Linked DNA regions of Mus musculus: regions 2, 3, 4 and 5 are each linked to region 1. Evidence: chromatin contacts called from public promoter capture Hi-C data. All regions are on one chromosome and are shown on one strand. Each heading gives the region's core, a stretch centred on a gene start, on an enhancer-like site or on the middle of the called end of the contact. The rest is flanking DNA. Distances are from core to core; before and after follow the strand shown.

Region 1 (3,086 bases), core at 273-2,772:
GATGCCAACTGGGGCTCCAAGGGGGTGTTGGATCTCATGAAGCTGAAGTTAAATATGTTTGTCAGGCACCCAACATGGGTGCTGGGAACAGAACATGGGTCCTCTATAAAAGCAGTTTTATATATAGTGCAGTTGAGTTTCCCACCTTTGGGGAAATCACAGGGGTCAGCATATTGGAGTACAATAGAGAAGTCTTGGCCAGGAAAACCACCTTTGAGATCATGGCATCTCCCTTGCCAGGTAAGTATGAACATTTATTTATTTCTGTATTTTATGTACATGAATGCTCTGTTTGCACTGTAAGCCTGCATGCCAGAAGAGGGAATCAGATCCCATTACAGATGGCTGTGAGCCACCATGTGGTTGCTGGGAATTGAACTCAGGACCTGTGGAAGAGCAGCCTGTGCTCTTAACCACTAAGCCAACTGTAGGGGGGTCTCCAGCCCACAGTAAGAGATCTTAAAGGCTAAGCCATGTCTCCATCGGGGGAGCAGTGTTCATAATCCACTGCCAAACCAGTATTTTCACAACTTAAGGTTTCAAAGTATCCACGATACACACATTTTGGATTTCCAGTCAAGTGGCCTACTTTAGTAAGGCGTCTTTGACACGTCTACCATTCCTATGGAAGGTAGCAGTTTCCAGTTTAGGCAACTGGGACCTTAGAGCAGGAAACAGGCCAATTCTTACCTCCTGTGTAGAGAAAGGAGCCAGACAGGCCTCCGAAGTAGATGAGAGCCAAGTGTTCCAATTTCAGAGCGGACAGGTAGTAGAGGCAAGCAGCACAGACGCAGCCCAAGGTGTAGAGGAAGACTCCAAATCGAACAACATCCTGGGGCTCCAGAATTCTGTCCACCAAAGTTCTGTCATCACTCTTTTTGTGGTCAATGCCCTTGGAAAAGTCATAGTATGTGTTGACCAAATTGCCGGCCCCGTGTACAGCCAGGACAGCCACTGCACAACCCAACAACAGCCTGGGATCCAGGACACCCTGAGACCTGTAGGCCAAGGCACTGCCCAGGGCCACAGGGGTGAGTGAGGCACTGAAGCTCCAGGGCCTCAGGGCCAACACGTAGGAGGCGCACTTGTGCCTCCAGGATCGTTCGGGAAGCCTGTCCTGCTCGGGCCATTCGTTCTTCTGCGGGTCCCCGACCTTGGCTGTCTCTCCTGCCAGGATATTAATCTTCTCCCCCGGGGCCTGTACCGCAGCCATGGAAGCTACACGTGGCTAAAGTCAATTCTAAAAGTGAGCCACTCAAGGGGACCGCCCCAGGACGGAGACAGGCGGGACAGCCTGGCCTGACCTTTCTCTGGTTCCGCCCCCGGTCAGGGTTTGGGAGGCGGGGAAAACTGAAGACAGCAACCAGGCCATGCACCGCCACGGGGCCAGCGGCGCTGCCCGCCCACCTGTCACCTGAGCGAAGCCTGTCTGGGGTCGCTTCCCCCGTGCCACAACTCAATAACCCGCCTCAGCCCGCAACCCCTATCGGGCGGACGGCGCCGCCATCTTGTGCGTCGGCCTCAGGAGGCCGGCCCGGAAACTCGGACCTGGGGCGGGCAGGGCCCGGTGAAGGCCGGCGAGGGGCGTGGTCGGAGAGGGGTGTGGTCAAAGGCCAGAGCCCAGGTTCAACAAATTAGCTAAAAGCAAGTCACTGGAAAGAAGCAGCTGTTTAGCCCTCCTGGGATTTCAGGGCGTGTCGCTTTGCGTTATACTGGGCAGGTTCACTTACTGAAATAAGAAATAAGACTCATTTGTGGTTACCCCAATACATCCTACGTTGAAAGTATTGTGCGCATTGCTGGGCTGGTGGTGCATCCTTATGGCCCTAGAACTTGGGAGACGACGACAGGAAGAGAATTCAAGGACATCCCTTATTATATAGTGAGTTTGAAGCCAACTCAAGCTTCGTGAGATTATCTTTTTGTTTGGTTTTCGGTTTTCAAGACAAAGTTTCTCAGTGTATGTAGCCCTGGCTGTCCTGGAACTCACGCTGTAGACCAGGCTGGCCACGAACTCAGATTTACCTGCCTCTGCCTCCCAGGAGCTGAGTAAGATTAAAGGTGTGTGCCACCACCACCCTGCAAAAAGGAGATGGAGAAGAGGGAAGGGAAGGAGAAAGGAAAGGAAATGGAAGGGAAGAGAGGAGAGACCGAAAGAAGAAAAGAGAAGTGTTCATAAGCCAAGAGCTTGGAAAAGAAAATGCGGTACTATGTGATGGAACATGTATGTATAGCTGGAAGAAAAAGAAGTAGGAAGCTTTCTGTGTACTAAGATGTAAAGACCTACATGGTTTTTTGCTTTGTTTCTGGAGACAGGGCCAGGACTGATGGCTCAGCGGTTAAGAGCATTAGCTGCCCTTCCAAAGAACAGGGTTTGATTCCTAGCACCCCCAAGAGCTCACAACTGCTTGTATCTCCAGTTCCAGGGGATCTGACCCCCTATTCTGGCCTTTAAAGGCACCAGGCATGCATACATGCAAGAAGATCACACTAGATATACATATATACAGGCAAAACACCTATTCATAAAAAATCCAATAATAAAATGGCAGGGGCCTATATAGCTCAGGCTGGCTAGAAATTGGCAATGTAGCCCATAATGACCTTGAAATTTTGATCCAACCTTGAATCTCCTCCAACTCCCTGAGTGCTGGAATTACAAGCATTCACCCACACTTGGTTTTATGGGGTGCTGGGGATTCCACATGCTAGGCAGATAATCTACTATCTGAGCTACATCCCAACCCTACACCCTGCAGGCTTTTGTGAACATCCTAACGTGGGAACTGCCCCTGAGTCCTGTGAAAGAACAGCTGGTACTCAACGAGAGTTGAAATGTTGGAGGGAGGGGATGCTGCGATGGGGATGTAAAGTGAATTTTAAAAAATAAATGATCAGGAAAAATTAAAAACCACAAAAAACCCACACAGATGTTAGGCCAGGCAAGGTGGCACATGCCTTTTAGTCTAACACTCCAGAGGCAAGAGGATCGGTCAGTTCAAGGCCAGTCTGGTTTACATAGTGAGTTCCAGGACAGTTGAGGGACTGTCCAGTTTACATAGTGAGGCCCTATCTCAAAACACCGG
Region 2 (3,086 bases), core at 348-2,847, 860 kb after region 1:
TCCACTATAATATCACTTTTAAACAGTTATTCAAAGCTGAACACCACTTTTCTCTGGGTTGAGACAGGCACATCATGACACAAAGCAGCATGCTTAGTGTTGGCAGAACAGCTGCTTGGACCAGAGAGAGCTACATAAGCAAGAGATCTGTTGACAATCTAAATTAGGCTACCTCCAGATTCCACAAAGATGACAACCTGCATCCTCCGAGATACTGCTGCAAGTCTTCTCTGCTACCAGTTTATTCCACTTTCCCTAATCTCTGCACGAAGAGATACTATGCAAATCTATGCACGCCATGCAATACGCCAAGAGCCTCCAATATGGTAAAGTGGCCTTAAACATCAACAGGCCTTCGAGGGCCAAAGCAGCGGTGGATTGCGATGATAAGGACAGAAACACAGAATTTCACCCCAACAAGAATGGAATCTTCAAGCCAGTTTACCCTGAAGGCTCATATAGCAATTCACCAAAGAGAAAAAGTGATTTGGGAGCTCAATTTTGCATTTCCAGTCGGTGAGGGTTTGCGTTGCATGAACAATGACTAGCTTGCTCTGAGTGGCCTCCCAACCCCCACAACTTGGCTTCTGGTGCGGCCAGTCACCCTGAAAGCTGCCAGGGCTGTCACTCGGTGCCTACCAGCAACCGGACTTGGCTCCTAAAGGATTTGTCAGATCATCCTCCCAATATGGCTGCCAGAGTGATCCTGGTCGGCTGAACGTCGAGCCCACACCAGCCTTCCTCCCATCTGGCCAGCATCCAACAAGCCCCCTCCCTCTGCATCGCTTCCTCCGTCCAGCCCTTGCGCCCTCCGCTCTGTCGGATGCCCTTTCCTACCTTCATCGGGCTCAGGGGCATTGCCACATTCCCGGTTGGAACCCTGATGCCAACCACAATAGGGGGTGAGAGAGCAGATGAGGGGGGAGAGATCGGCTGGCTCCTCAGAGCTGCAATGTGCGCACATACGGCGGGACAGCGACCGATCTGCTGGCCCGCGGACAGAGCGGGGCCTGGCAGCCCAGGGGAAGCGGAGGGCTGGTGCAGGGCACTGCAGGGGACCGGCAGGCCGCTGGACCAAAGCCCGGCGCTCGCGGCCGGCCGGCCAGGTCTCTCCACGGAGGGCGAGGCTCCTCACCGCGGAGCCAGAGCCCCGGCCGGCCGCGCCGCTTCCTCGCTTTGCCCCCTCCAGGCCCGTCACCGGCCGGGAGTCCCTCCCGCGGGAGCGGCCCCCTACACCGGCGCCGCGGCACCACCGCCCACCTCGCCTCGGCCGCCCCACCTCAGCCTCCTCACCTCAGCCGCGCTGCGGACAGACGGGCGAGCCGGCCGAGTCAGAAGACGCCGAGGCGCGCAGGGGCGCGGGAGGCCGGGCACCGACGCACCTCAGCGCAGGCAGCGGCCGCCGCGAGCCGCAGGGCGCCGCTCCGCAGCCCCATCACGCGGCCGCCCAGCTCTGCATCGAGGATTGGCGGGAGGCCGGGGCGCGGCTGTGGATGCGGCGGAGGAACAGAGAGAAGCCCGGATCCGAGCTGTCGCCTCCCGGGACCACTGCCGTCTGACTACACCGCGACGCTGCTCGCCAAACTCCGCCCGAAGCCGCCGGCGCGGGACACCGCCCCGAGCTAGAGCGCCGAGCGTCACCTCGGCCCGCCCAGCAACCGAGACCGACGCGGAAGGTGACCAATCGCGATGAAGACCTTGAGACAGATGACCAATAGTAAAGCGTGGCTGGAAGAGGGGGCGGGAGGTGCCGGCGGAGCGACGGAGACACTCGAGCGCCCCCTGGTGGTACGGGAGCCGATGCGGGTGCGGGTGCGGGCGTGCCTGGTGGGCGAAGCCGGTGTCCAGAGTTCCCTCCCGGGTGACCCCCGGAAAGGTGTTAGTGGGTAGCAGCCGCGCCTGTGTAGCCGAATGACCCGCTTCGTAAGGGGACAAAAAGTGGCTCAGTGACCGGGCGGGACTGGACGGTCCAGATGCCATCCGGAGAGCTGGGATTATGTGGGAGCGGCCGAGTGTGGAGTCATTGTCCGTTTAGAAAAACAGCTCAAACGGTGAAGCCACCGAGCCCGGCGCGGTGGGAACGGAACCACGCTCAGGCATGAGTGTATCCAGCAGAAAGCTTCCTAGCCTATTCTTGTCGAACCCCAGCACAACACCTCCCACACGCCACCTTGGGAGAAAAGGAGGAATGAGTAATGGGAAAGCATGACTTAGTGGGCATTCAGCGTCTCCTTGGGAGATGGCGTGCTGGTGTGAGCACAGGAACAAAACGCTTTGTATCGCGCCCAGTGAATGGACTGAGCGGCCTGAGAGAGATGCCCCTAGAGGGGGTTACCAGGGCTCATAAGAACACAAAAGCTCTATGAGCCATGTTTTTTAAAAATCAGATTTAGGTTCAGCTCAAATGAAAAGCCCCACAGACGTTCATAAGCAGCTCAATTCAGTGCTTAGTAAAATATCACAATGACAACCTGCCAATCACACTGCATTTTAAGGTTAGAGGATGTGGTTTGGATTTATTAGCAGAAATTGAAAGTAAGATTTTTTTTTTTCTCTCAACCCTGACTTTAATACAGAATTACTGGGTAGAGAAAGGCCTACACACTAAAACGTGAGAATTAACTTTCTACACTAACGACTCTGGGCAATCACCATGCCACTGAAGTTCCAGACTCCCACTATTCCACATTCATTGGACACTTCTCATTGTGTTTATTTACTTGTTTGTTCTTGTTTGTTCAAGACAGAGGGTCTTGGTAGCTCAGGCTCTCCTGAAACTCACCAAGCAGACAAGGCTGTCTTGAAACCTACAGAGAGATCTGTCTACCTCTGCTTCCTGACTGCTGGGATTAAAGATCCGTACCACTAAGCCCAGCTCTCATTTTCTTTAGAATGTACACTCCACCTTCCCACAAAAGGAGTTGATGTCATTTATTCTGAAACACACACAGAATAGAATTGCTTAAAATATTAGGAGCAACGATTTGAGTGGAAGGTCAGCCTGGGCTACATAGAGAAACCCTGTCTTAAACAAACCTAGATGGCTTAGTGGGTAAAGTGCTTCCGATGAGCTGAGGATCCCAGTG
Region 3 (3,086 bases), core at 317-2,816, 600 kb before region 1:
GCAAGAGTTGGGTTCTCAGGATCTGACACAACCTCTCCCCACAGGTCCTGGCTGCAGACCATTACCAGCTTTCCCAAGCATATATCCTTGCTTTAGAGAAGGAGCTCTGTATAAATGATTTTATTCACCTGAGGTAACTGTCTTCTCTGAGGCTTACTGACTCAGCCTATTTACCTAGCCTAGTCCTGAAGGTTTCTAGTCTCTGGACAATCCCAGCTTCAGAGATTTACTGCTGAATAAGCTCGCCTTTCCTAGATTTTCCTGAACTCTTGCTGGCTGGTCAACTCAGCTGTTCTGACTCAAAACTCCTCTCCACACTGACTAATTCAAAATCTTTCTCTCTCTCTCTCTCTCTCTCTCTCTCTCTCTCTCTCTCTCCCCACCCCCCCCCATCACATGGAAAGCCTTACTTGAAAAAAAAAAAAAAAAACAGCCCTCAACACTACAGAGTTGTTCCTTTGCAAGAAATTGACAACAGTGTAGTCTTGCTCATGTTGCAATCTCTCTCTCTCTCTCTCTCTCTCTCTCTCTCTCTCTCTCTCTCTCTCTCTCTCTCTCTCTCTCTTGCTCTCTTCTCACTTTCTCTTTTTCTCCTATTCTCTCTGTCCCCTGCCTGCTTTCTCTTTCTCTGCCTCCCTCTCTCACCATGGTAACTTCCTTGACCTCGGTCCTTGGGGCCAGTGAACAAGAGCGGCTTCCCAATAAACTGACATTTAATATAATCCAAGCTGGCTTGAACTGGCTCATTTGAGCAGCAGAGAACAAATAACTTATCAATGGGAATGGCCTAGCAGCTGGTTGTAAATCTGGTTTGTCTCCTTTGTTCTGCTCTTCAGCCATATTTCTGGACAATCCTAGTGAACAAAAATGTGTATCCTAGCATCCTATCTAACAGACATGGTTAGCATAGTACCCATCTGTAGGGTGTTTTAGATGGCATCCTCACTTATCTAAATTCTATGTGGTGTGACTTACCCTCTCCTAAGCACTGCAATTCCTTTACATCATAAATCCTATTCTTCTACATCACAGATTAACATTGTAGTGTTACCCAACACGTGAGACACCTTTTACAACCGCCACAAAATGAACTCCAAATGGACCTTACAACTAAACGTTAAATGCTAAAGGAAAAAAGTTGTAGAAGATACTGTGAGAAACCAGGTCTCTTCGAGTTTGGCATCTTGCCAAGGATGATCCTGCACACAAGTCCTTACTCCAAATGCTTGGCGCAGAAGCAGTCCGGATAGTGACGTTATTCAGAGCCCACTACCGGGTCCAGGGAATGACTAGAACTAAAACAGACCCCACAGGTGGCCACATCTGGCCTCCGCTTACCACCCAGTCCCGAGGAGAACCCACCACACCAGCTCCCCAGGTTCATCCGCCTGCTCCTCCCCGATATGGGCAGTGACCCTGTACTCACCATGTCGAGACTTAGGACCTTGCCTGAGCGTCCCTCAGACCACCCACTACTAACTTCCCCTTCTTCCTCCTGAAATCAAGGTGGAGAGCTTGCATCTGTAATTCTCAAAATTAACCTGGAAGCCTCCTCTGCCCCGGAACTACGTAAGTTCCTGGAATGCTGGGAATTGTAGTTCTTTGGAAATAACAAAGGCTCATGGGAAAGTACGGTGGTCTAGTTGAATATCTAAAAAGAAACCGCTGTAACACGTGACTGAGGCCGTTCGCGCTGGCAAATTCCGGGGGAATTTTACTGACCCAGGTCTGTCTCTTGGTCAGTATTTAATATTTAATAAATGCCTGCTTTAAATTTGGTTCAAAATTGTTGAGTTGGTCTATTTCCAGCAAAAATCAGGATTAGCGTACAGAGGTTCATAGGACGATAACTCTACCCCACAGTCTCTCTTCAATACGTACACTGGAGAGTGAGCTGAGCTGCCGAGGGCACTGAGTGCCCTAGCTCCAGATTTTTACATCTGGCAACCAAAGTAGAATCCTCACAGAAACAAGCAGTCTCTAGTAGAAGCTAAGATAAGCAGTTAGCCAGAGGGGGTTCCAGCACAAACAGGTTGAGATAAGTTAGCAAGGATATCCTGACCTTGGGTTCCTAGAAGTGGAGTTGAGTAATTTTCCTAGAATTCTTGATCAAGGAAATCAAATTCTAGTTAAACCTGAAATGGCCTCAGCGACAATACATGATGGAGGAGTGATGGGGTCTCTGTCCAGCATCAAGAACGAGAAATGAAGGCAGACATGGTTTAGCATAGGTAGAGGGATCGCTTGACCTTGAGGCCAACTTGATCTATAGAGAGAATTCTAGAACAGCCAGGACTGCAGAAAGGAACCTTGTAGTGCCAGCCTGTGGAAGAGTCAAGGCTTGGCCAAAGTGTGAATGACTTTACTGGCTTCCTGTGAAATCATGGTAGTCGCATGGAAGGTTGTACGCTGGACATTATAACTAGGAAATGTCTGCAATGGGGGAGATGTGGAGACCCTCCTCAGCTCTTCCTTCCTGTGCTCTAGCCTGTTCTAAACTCAAGATCGTCCCATAAAAGATAAGCCACTGAGTTCATCCTTGTTGAACATTCCCCAGGCTTTTTGCCTTTGCCTCTCTGTGAACACATGGAGGATGCATCTTCTTACCTTTTTAGGACTCAGAGTTCTGTCCATAGAGAGGAAGAAGGGCTGTGGGTGACCAGGGATTTCCCTGTGGCCAGCACCTGAGGGCTGAGGATGGCTTCCTAGGATGGCTGAAACTGCAATTGTCCCAGGAATCACAAGCTTGGAGAAGGAAAAAGGCTGCCATTCCTCGGGGCAGAAATTAGAATCGGAGAGTTCTGACTGGTCAGTCCTCCTTGCAGGAGAGACTGGGTTGGAAGTGATAGGCTAGTTTAGCAGCATATGATGGTACATGCCTTTAACTCCAGCACTATGAAACAGTGGTAGCAGATCACTCACTCAGGTTGAGGCCAGTCTGGTCCCCAGAACTAATTCTAGAACAACCTGGAACAAATTCTAGGGATACAAAGGGAAAGAAACCCTGGAGAGAGAGAGAGAGGGAGAGGGAGAGGAAGAGAGAGAGAGAGAGAGAGAGAGAGAATATGATGGGCCAGTGATAAACA
Region 4 (3,086 bases), core at 382-2,881, 580 kb before region 1:
TAGGAAGAGTTGGGAGGAGTTCTCTTCCGGGTGTCCTTGGTGAAATTTACAAGGCAGGAGTGGGGAGTGAGTTCTTTCTGAATTTTTATCTCCGTGTCATTGGCACAGGAAGGTAGGCATCTCTGGTTGTAAAGTATAGAAACAAAAAGGCTTTTTGCTGGCTATAGAGAACAAAGAGCTTTTTTCTGGCTGCATTTTTAGAGATCAGGGAAAACAAGCTTGGGGAACGTCTAGGGGCTTTACCTTCCAGGGAGAAACGCTCTAAGTCGGGGTCTCATACTATCTGGAGCTGGCACTGAACCCAGAACTGGAAGCATTAAGCCTTTTTCTCTGCCACAAGTCTTCTCCTGGTCAATTCATTTCTTTGCTTTTCTTTCTTTCTTTCTTCCTTTCTTTAATTTGCATGTATATCCCAAGGTCACACAGCTACTAAATGTCAAAAGCAGGGTTTGAACCAAAATGTAGGTTCCTGCTTGTTGTGCAGTGGCTACTTCCCCTGACTTTCAAACTTCTCCCTGATGGTGGGAGGAGAGAATCTCTTCAGAAGGCTGCAAATTCCTAGAGCTCCCTCCACAAGGTTGATTTAAACTATGTCCAGGGGAGAGCATTCTCAGATGGAGCTGCCTGAAAGCTGCGCGGGGGTGGATCAGAACCCGTGCTCGGTGGGACTGTCAGTGATGTAGCTGCCTTTGGGTCATGACCCCAATACGTACACTCCTTGGTTCACCCAGCCACACTTGGGTGGAATCGTTTCTCTGTTCTGTTGGCTGTGCTCTGGGGCAAATAAACCTTTGTTGACACATGACTCCCTATGAAGGGTCTGCACGGAGGAAAGCATGGCCCTGACTGGGACACAAACCCCACCCCCACCCCTTCTCCGGCCAGCTTTGGTCCTCAAAAATTATACTCAGGGGCTCTCTCTCTCTCTCTCTCTCTCTCTCTCTCTCTTTCTCAAAGATTTATTTATTTGTTCGGACACACCAGAAGAAGGCGTAGGATTCCATTACTGATGGTTGTGAGCCACCATGTGGTTGCTGGGAATTGAACTCAGTGGTTAAGAGCACTGAGCCGTCTCTCCAGACACTTTCTTTTGCTTCTGGAAGAGATGTCTGCAATATAAAGAAGCACTTCCCACTTCTCTTACAACCCCAGCCCAGACTCCTCCAGCCGAATCAGACCCCCCTATCCTTCCCAGCCCTGCCACCCTACAGGCCCCTGGAGACTTGGGTTTCGGAGCAGGCTGCAGGGGGCGAGCAGAGAAGACCCCAGCATCTCACTCACGCGCACTCAGGCAGGGTGCACACCGGGGCCTAGGCGCTTGCCCCTTCTCTACCGGTCTAGCGGGACGAAGGCACGCCTCTGTGGTCCCGAGATCAGCGGCTGCCATGGATAAAAGGACGCCAACGCTCTCCGCCCGAAAGCCCAGATTCCCAGCAGCCGGGGAATCCGCCTCCAGCAGGGGCGGAACCTCCAGTGGTTGTCCTAATTGGCTAAGGCTGGGGCGGGGCCTCCGCCGCTGTCCTGCTCGGCCAATTGACAGTGCCAGGACGCCTTATATTTGTTTCTTCGCATCCGGAAGCGGCAGTTTCAATATGGAAAGGAGGGGCTAATGGGACCTCATTGCTGATTGGTTAACTGTTAATGCTAATTCTACCAATTCAAATTGAGGACAGGCTCTGGTTGGTCAGTAGTACTCGGTTACGCAATTTCCGGATGTAAAGTCTCTAATGGCAGTGGATAGGTGGGGCTAGAGACTCCGGCAACTTTGACCTTTTCACGCGGACCCCACACTAGCAACTCCCCAGAGTGCTTTTGCCAGGGACGAACTGGAATTTGGATCCGAGGCTTGTAGGACGCAGTAGCCGAGTTCTAGGGAAACAAAAGTCTGAAGATGAATTTCCCACGTGCGCTTGCTGGTTTCTCGAGCTGGCTCTTCAAACCTGAACTTGCCGAGGACTCTCCGGATAATGACTCTCCGGATAATGACACTGTTAACCCATGGCGTGAGCTGCTGCAGAAGATAAATGTGGCCGATCTCCCCGATTCATCCTTTTCGAGCGGTAAGGAACTTAATGACTCTGTGTACCATACTTTTGAACATTTCTGCAAGATTAGGGACTATGACGCAGTTGGCGAGCTGCTTCTGGCATTTCTGGATAAAGTAACAAAGGAAAGGGACCAATTCAGAGATGAAATTTCCCAGCTCCGAATGCACATAAATGATCTAAAGGCTTCTAAGTGTGTCCTGGGGGAGACTCTTCTTTCCTACCGCCACAGGATTGAAGTTGGGGAAAAACAGACTGAAGCCCTCATTGTGAGGTTAGCTGATGTGCAATCCCAGGTCATGTGTCAGCCTGCCCGGAAAGTGTCTGCAGATAAGGTGAGGGCACTGATTGGTAAAGAATGGGATCCGGTAACCTGGGATGGAGATGTGTGGGAGGACATAGATTCTGAAGGGTCTGAGGAAGCTGAGTTGCCCACTGTCTTGGCCTCTCCATCCTTGTCTGAGGAAAGTGGTTATGCCTTGTCTAAAGAACGCACCCAGCAGGACAAAGCAGATGCCCCTCAGATCCAGTCTTCAACATCCTTAGTTACTTCTGAACCTGTCACCAGACCCAAGTCTCTGTCTGACCTTACAAGTCAGAAACACCGCCATACTAATCATGAACTCAATTCACTTGCTCACTCAAATCGCCAAAAGGCAAAGGAACATGCTAGGAAATGGATTTTAAGGGTGTGGGATAATGGTGGGAGGCTCACAATACTGGATCAGATTGAATTTCTCAGTTTAGGTCCTTTGAGCCTTGATAGTGAGTTTAATGTCATAGCCCGCACTGTTGAAGATAATGGTGTGAAGAGTTTGTTTGATTGGTTGGCTGAAGCATGGGTCCAGAGATGGCCTACTACAAGAGAGCTGCAGTCGCCTGACACCCTGGAGTGGTATTCTATTGAGGATGGGATTGAAAGGCTTAGGGAACTTGGAATGATAGAGTGGCTTTGTGTAAAAGCTACTTGTCCACAGTGGAGGGGCCCGGAAGATGTACCCATCACGAGAGCTATGAGGATAACTTTTGTCCGGGAAACTA
Region 5 (3,086 bases), core at 224-2,723, 540 kb before region 1:
CCTCTGTGCTGATTCAGGTCCAGGTTGGCCCCTGATGGTGTTGACTCCACCTGTCCAAGCTTCTGGAAAGGAAAAAGGCAGAGGTCACTGGGCCACCAGGAAAGAAAATGCAAAATATGTTTAATCAGGTGTTAAAGCCAAACTAACTCATCCCTGAGGGAAGCTTACTCATTGCGGTGTTGAGGAAGCAGGTGAGGAAGTGTGTGTGTGGAGGGGGAGGAGACAATAACAATGACAATGAGACAAACACATTAGCCGTGTGCTAATATATTAAGCCATGTGCTAATGCAAGGCACCAAAGAGGTCCTCGCTAAGACACAGCCAGAGAGAGAAGGGAGCTGAATCAGGCCAAGGCCTGGCCTTCAGGACTGGGGAACTGCCAACTAGAAGTGGAAGGGGAGTGGAGAGGAGAGGAAGAAAAATAGACCTGACAAAGGCCAGAGTATCCCTGCTACTGTAAAGTCTCTCCTTCCATTCTCAAGTCTATGGAGCAAACTTGGTCTCTACAGTACTAGGAAGATGTATAGAGCCAAGCAGCCAAGCTAGACACCAAACTACACTAGCTGTGACTCCAAAGCTCACTTGTGTTTTCCTACCTAAGACAAAAAGGGGACAATCAAGAGTCCTTTTCTGACGAAGGGAGAGATGATTGGCAAAGCTAGAAAACAGGATAGAAAAGTACTACAAGAGATGGAGGCCAGTAGTGTTGCCTTTCTCCTTCCAAACAGCTATCTTTTTCAGTATTCACTGTGGCCTTTCAATGTGTTAGGTGCTAGGGTCAGGGACGGATTAAGAATAGCTCCAACCCTCAGAGTCTTAACGGTGCAATGAAAAGGCATATAAGTAAAAAGACTTCCACCGTAAGTGGGGTACAGTGAACCGGGTGCTGAAAAAAAAAAAATGCTGGCAAAAAAAGAAAAGTACTGGATGAAAACCGGGAATGGGTCAGGGACCTTGAATGGAGATCACAGGGCTGAGACATCAGGGTGTGGGGAGCTGCGAGGAGGAGCCCACCTCCCAGCCTTCAGTCCGGTGGCCCGCCCCCTCCTCAGAGCCGAGCAGGGCTTGACGGCGAGGCCGCAGCAGGGGAAACGCCCGTGTGACCCGAGCCTGAGCCCGAGGCCCAGAGGCCCCAGAGGCCCAGCGTCCTAAGCCGGGTGGCTCAGGACTCTCCCGGCCCGGGCCTGCCGGTTCCACCACCCCGGCGCGCTCGCCCTCTCACCTTCACCTTCCCGGCCTCGCGGCGGCCATCACACCCAACACGTCACTAGCCGGCGCCACACCGAGAGAAGCGGGAGGGGAGGGGGCTGCGCTCGTCACTCGCCCCGCTGCAGCCCGGACGAGCCGATGGCCTCTGAACGCTGTCACCTCAACCTTACCACTCCTATACCACAGTGTCTAGGAACTCCGCGCTCCAAAAGGAGCCCCCGCGTGCCTGGTAACCGTCCCGTGTCTCGTGCAGATGACGTAAGCTGTAGGGTGGGGCTCCCAGCGCGTCATGGGAGTTGTAGTTTGGATCAGCGTCCGTCAGGGTGGGGTAGGGCGGAGCCTCGAGCTGTCAAGCAGGGGTTGGAGGGGTGGGAGAACGGGACGGGGGTTGGGGGAGGGGAGAGGGTGGACGGCGGGGAGGGGAGCGGGCAGGACACGACAAGGGTACCGATTAGAGGTTTGCGTGCGCCTTTTTTGTTGTTGCGCCTTTTTTGTTGTTGCTGCTCCAGAATTTGACCCTGTATAACACCTGTCAGTTTTGAAATCCAGACTCGCATTTCATAATCCGAGTGTCTTCAAAGGGAACAAACAGACCGTTAGGGTGAAGTAATTGTCCTTCAGTTGCCTTTGAGGCAACTAAACAGCAGCCACAACGCATCAGGCAGCTACTAGGTGACAGTCATTGCACTGGCTATCTAACATGCAGTTTTTAATTTTCACTCAGTCCCAGGACATTCAGGACATGATTATCCAACCTCACATGCCATTCACTGGCCCCTCATTTTGTTCCAAGAACTGGGATACTGCATTGGACCCCAAGCTGGGAGGGCTCCAAGCCTGGGCTCTGTAGTAACACCCACCAGCCACTTGTAGCTACTGAGACCCTGAAATGCAGCTGCTACAAACTGAGAAATGCCCCAATGTTTAATATAAAAAGAAATGCAAACTACCTTATTAGTAATTTTATATTGATGTGTTGTTATAGCTTTGGATAAACTGGGCTAAATGAAATACATTATCTTAATTAAATCGCCCCCCCCACCCCGTTTCTTCTTACTTCTAAAAGTAGAGCTAATAGTGGCGGTCACAAAAAAGGCTCAGTAGGTATAAATGGCTGCTACCAAGCCTGACAGCTTGAGTTCCATCTCCAGGAACCCACACGGTGGAAGGAAAGAACCTGCTCATAAAATGTTGTCCTCTAACCTCCGTACAAGAGCCAGGGCACGTGTACATCAACCACACACGATAAATGAATATGGTTGGGGCCTAGAGAGATGGCTTTTACAGAGGACCCAACACCTACATGTTAGCTCACATCGGTAACTACAATTCAGGGGATCCAGTGTCCTCTCTGTCTTCCAGGGGGAACCAGGCACACTTCTGATACACTTCCATACATGCAGGCAGCATCCCATACACATTAAATAAAAACAACAAGCCAAGTATTTAAAAGCAGATAATATGGCTAGCTGAATATTTTAACTGTGTCTGTGGCCCATGCGACCTTGCTTTTGTTTGTTTGGGGGCAGGCTTCCCACTATGTAGCCCAAACCAGCCTTGAATTGATGATCTTTTTACTCTGCCTCCCAAGGGCTAGGACTGTAGTCATCTCACTGACACACCTAGCTGCCATGTTATGCTTTCTACCGATTGGCACTGCCCTATAGCCAGGGTACAGTCATGCCACAAACAGCCTCAGAGGTAAATCAGCACGCCGGTTACGAGTCTCCAGAGAGGTGAGTCATGGGAGCTGGCCTGTAGTCACTGCCCATAGGGCAGCTTCTTGTCTGGAACATCTGACTCTGAACTGGAGAGACACACCCAGCACTTGCCTTGGGGTATAGTGTGCGCTAAGTATCTCCTCCTCCATCATCTCC

The links. Promoter capture Hi-C pulls out the DNA fragments that hold promoters and counts their contacts.
Region 2: a promoter capture Hi-C map of liver shows a contact between it and region 1, with 3 times the contacts expected there. The contact joins the promoter of Kif1b here to the promoter of Ubiad1 in region 1. A contact is called at or near these places in 6 of 39 promoter capture datasets (hippocampal neurons, liver, neutrophils and 2 more).
Region 3: a contact with region 1 is called in a promoter capture Hi-C map of neutrophils. The contact joins the promoter of Zfp933 here to the promoter of Ubiad1 in region 1. A contact is called at or near these places in 5 of 39 promoter capture datasets (the C10 cell line, liver, neural stem cells and 2 more) and 1 of 9 other capture datasets (adipose tissue).
Region 4: a contact with region 1 is called in a promoter capture Hi-C map of pre-B cells, with 2.6 times the contacts expected there. The contact joins the promoter of Miip here to the promoter of Ubiad1 in region 1. A contact is called at or near these places in 4 of 39 promoter capture datasets (hematopoietic stem and progenitor cells, liver and pre-B cells), 2 of 484 Hi-C or Micro-C datasets (CD4 T cells and muscle stem cells) and 1 of 9 other capture datasets (adipose tissue).
Region 5: a promoter capture Hi-C map of hematopoietic stem and progenitor cells shows a contact between it and region 1. The contact joins the promoter of Mfn2 here to the promoter of Ubiad1 in region 1. A contact is called at or near these places in 9 of 39 promoter capture datasets (the C10 cell line, the HPC-7 cell line, erythroid cells and 5 more), 2 of 484 Hi-C or Micro-C datasets (CD4 T cells and LSK cells), 2 of 115 datasets of contacts at active chromatin or transcription factors (bone marrow-derived macrophages and embryonic stem cells) and 1 of 9 other capture datasets (liver).

The regions. Positions count from the first base shown.
Region 1 is chr4:148,443,238-148,446,323 of GRCm38.p6, forward strand. Ubiad1 (UbiA prenyltransferase domain containing 1) reads right to left here and starts at 1,523. Exons shown (of 2, transcript NM_027873.3): 1 at 691-1,523. The coding sequence starts at 1,213. It also overlaps the pseudogene Gm23303.
Region 2 is chr4:149,306,136-149,309,221 of GRCm38.p6, forward strand. Kif1b (kinesin family member 1B) reads right to left here and starts at 1,598. Exons shown (of 49, transcript NM_001290995.1): 1 at 1,294-1,598.
Region 3 is chr4:147,846,852-147,849,937 of GRCm38.p6, forward strand. It overlaps Zfp933 (zinc finger protein 933), which reads right to left and starts at 1,567. Exons shown (of 4, transcript NM_198619.3): 1 at 1,427-1,567. The coding sequence starts at 1,429.
Region 4 is chr4:147,867,088-147,870,173 of GRCm38.p6, forward strand. Miip (migration and invasion inhibitory protein) reads right to left here and starts at 1,632. Exons shown (of 10, transcript NM_001025365.2): 1 at 1,282-1,632. It overlaps Fv1 (Friend virus susceptibility 1), which reads left to right and starts at 1,892. Exons shown (of 1, transcript NM_010244.3): 1 at 1,892-3,086. The coding sequence starts at 1,892.
Region 5 is chr4:147,903,436-147,906,521 of GRCm38.p6, forward strand. It overlaps Mfn2 (mitofusin 2), which reads right to left and starts at 1,474. Exons shown (of 19, transcript NM_133201.3): 1 at 1,223-1,474; 2 at 1-62.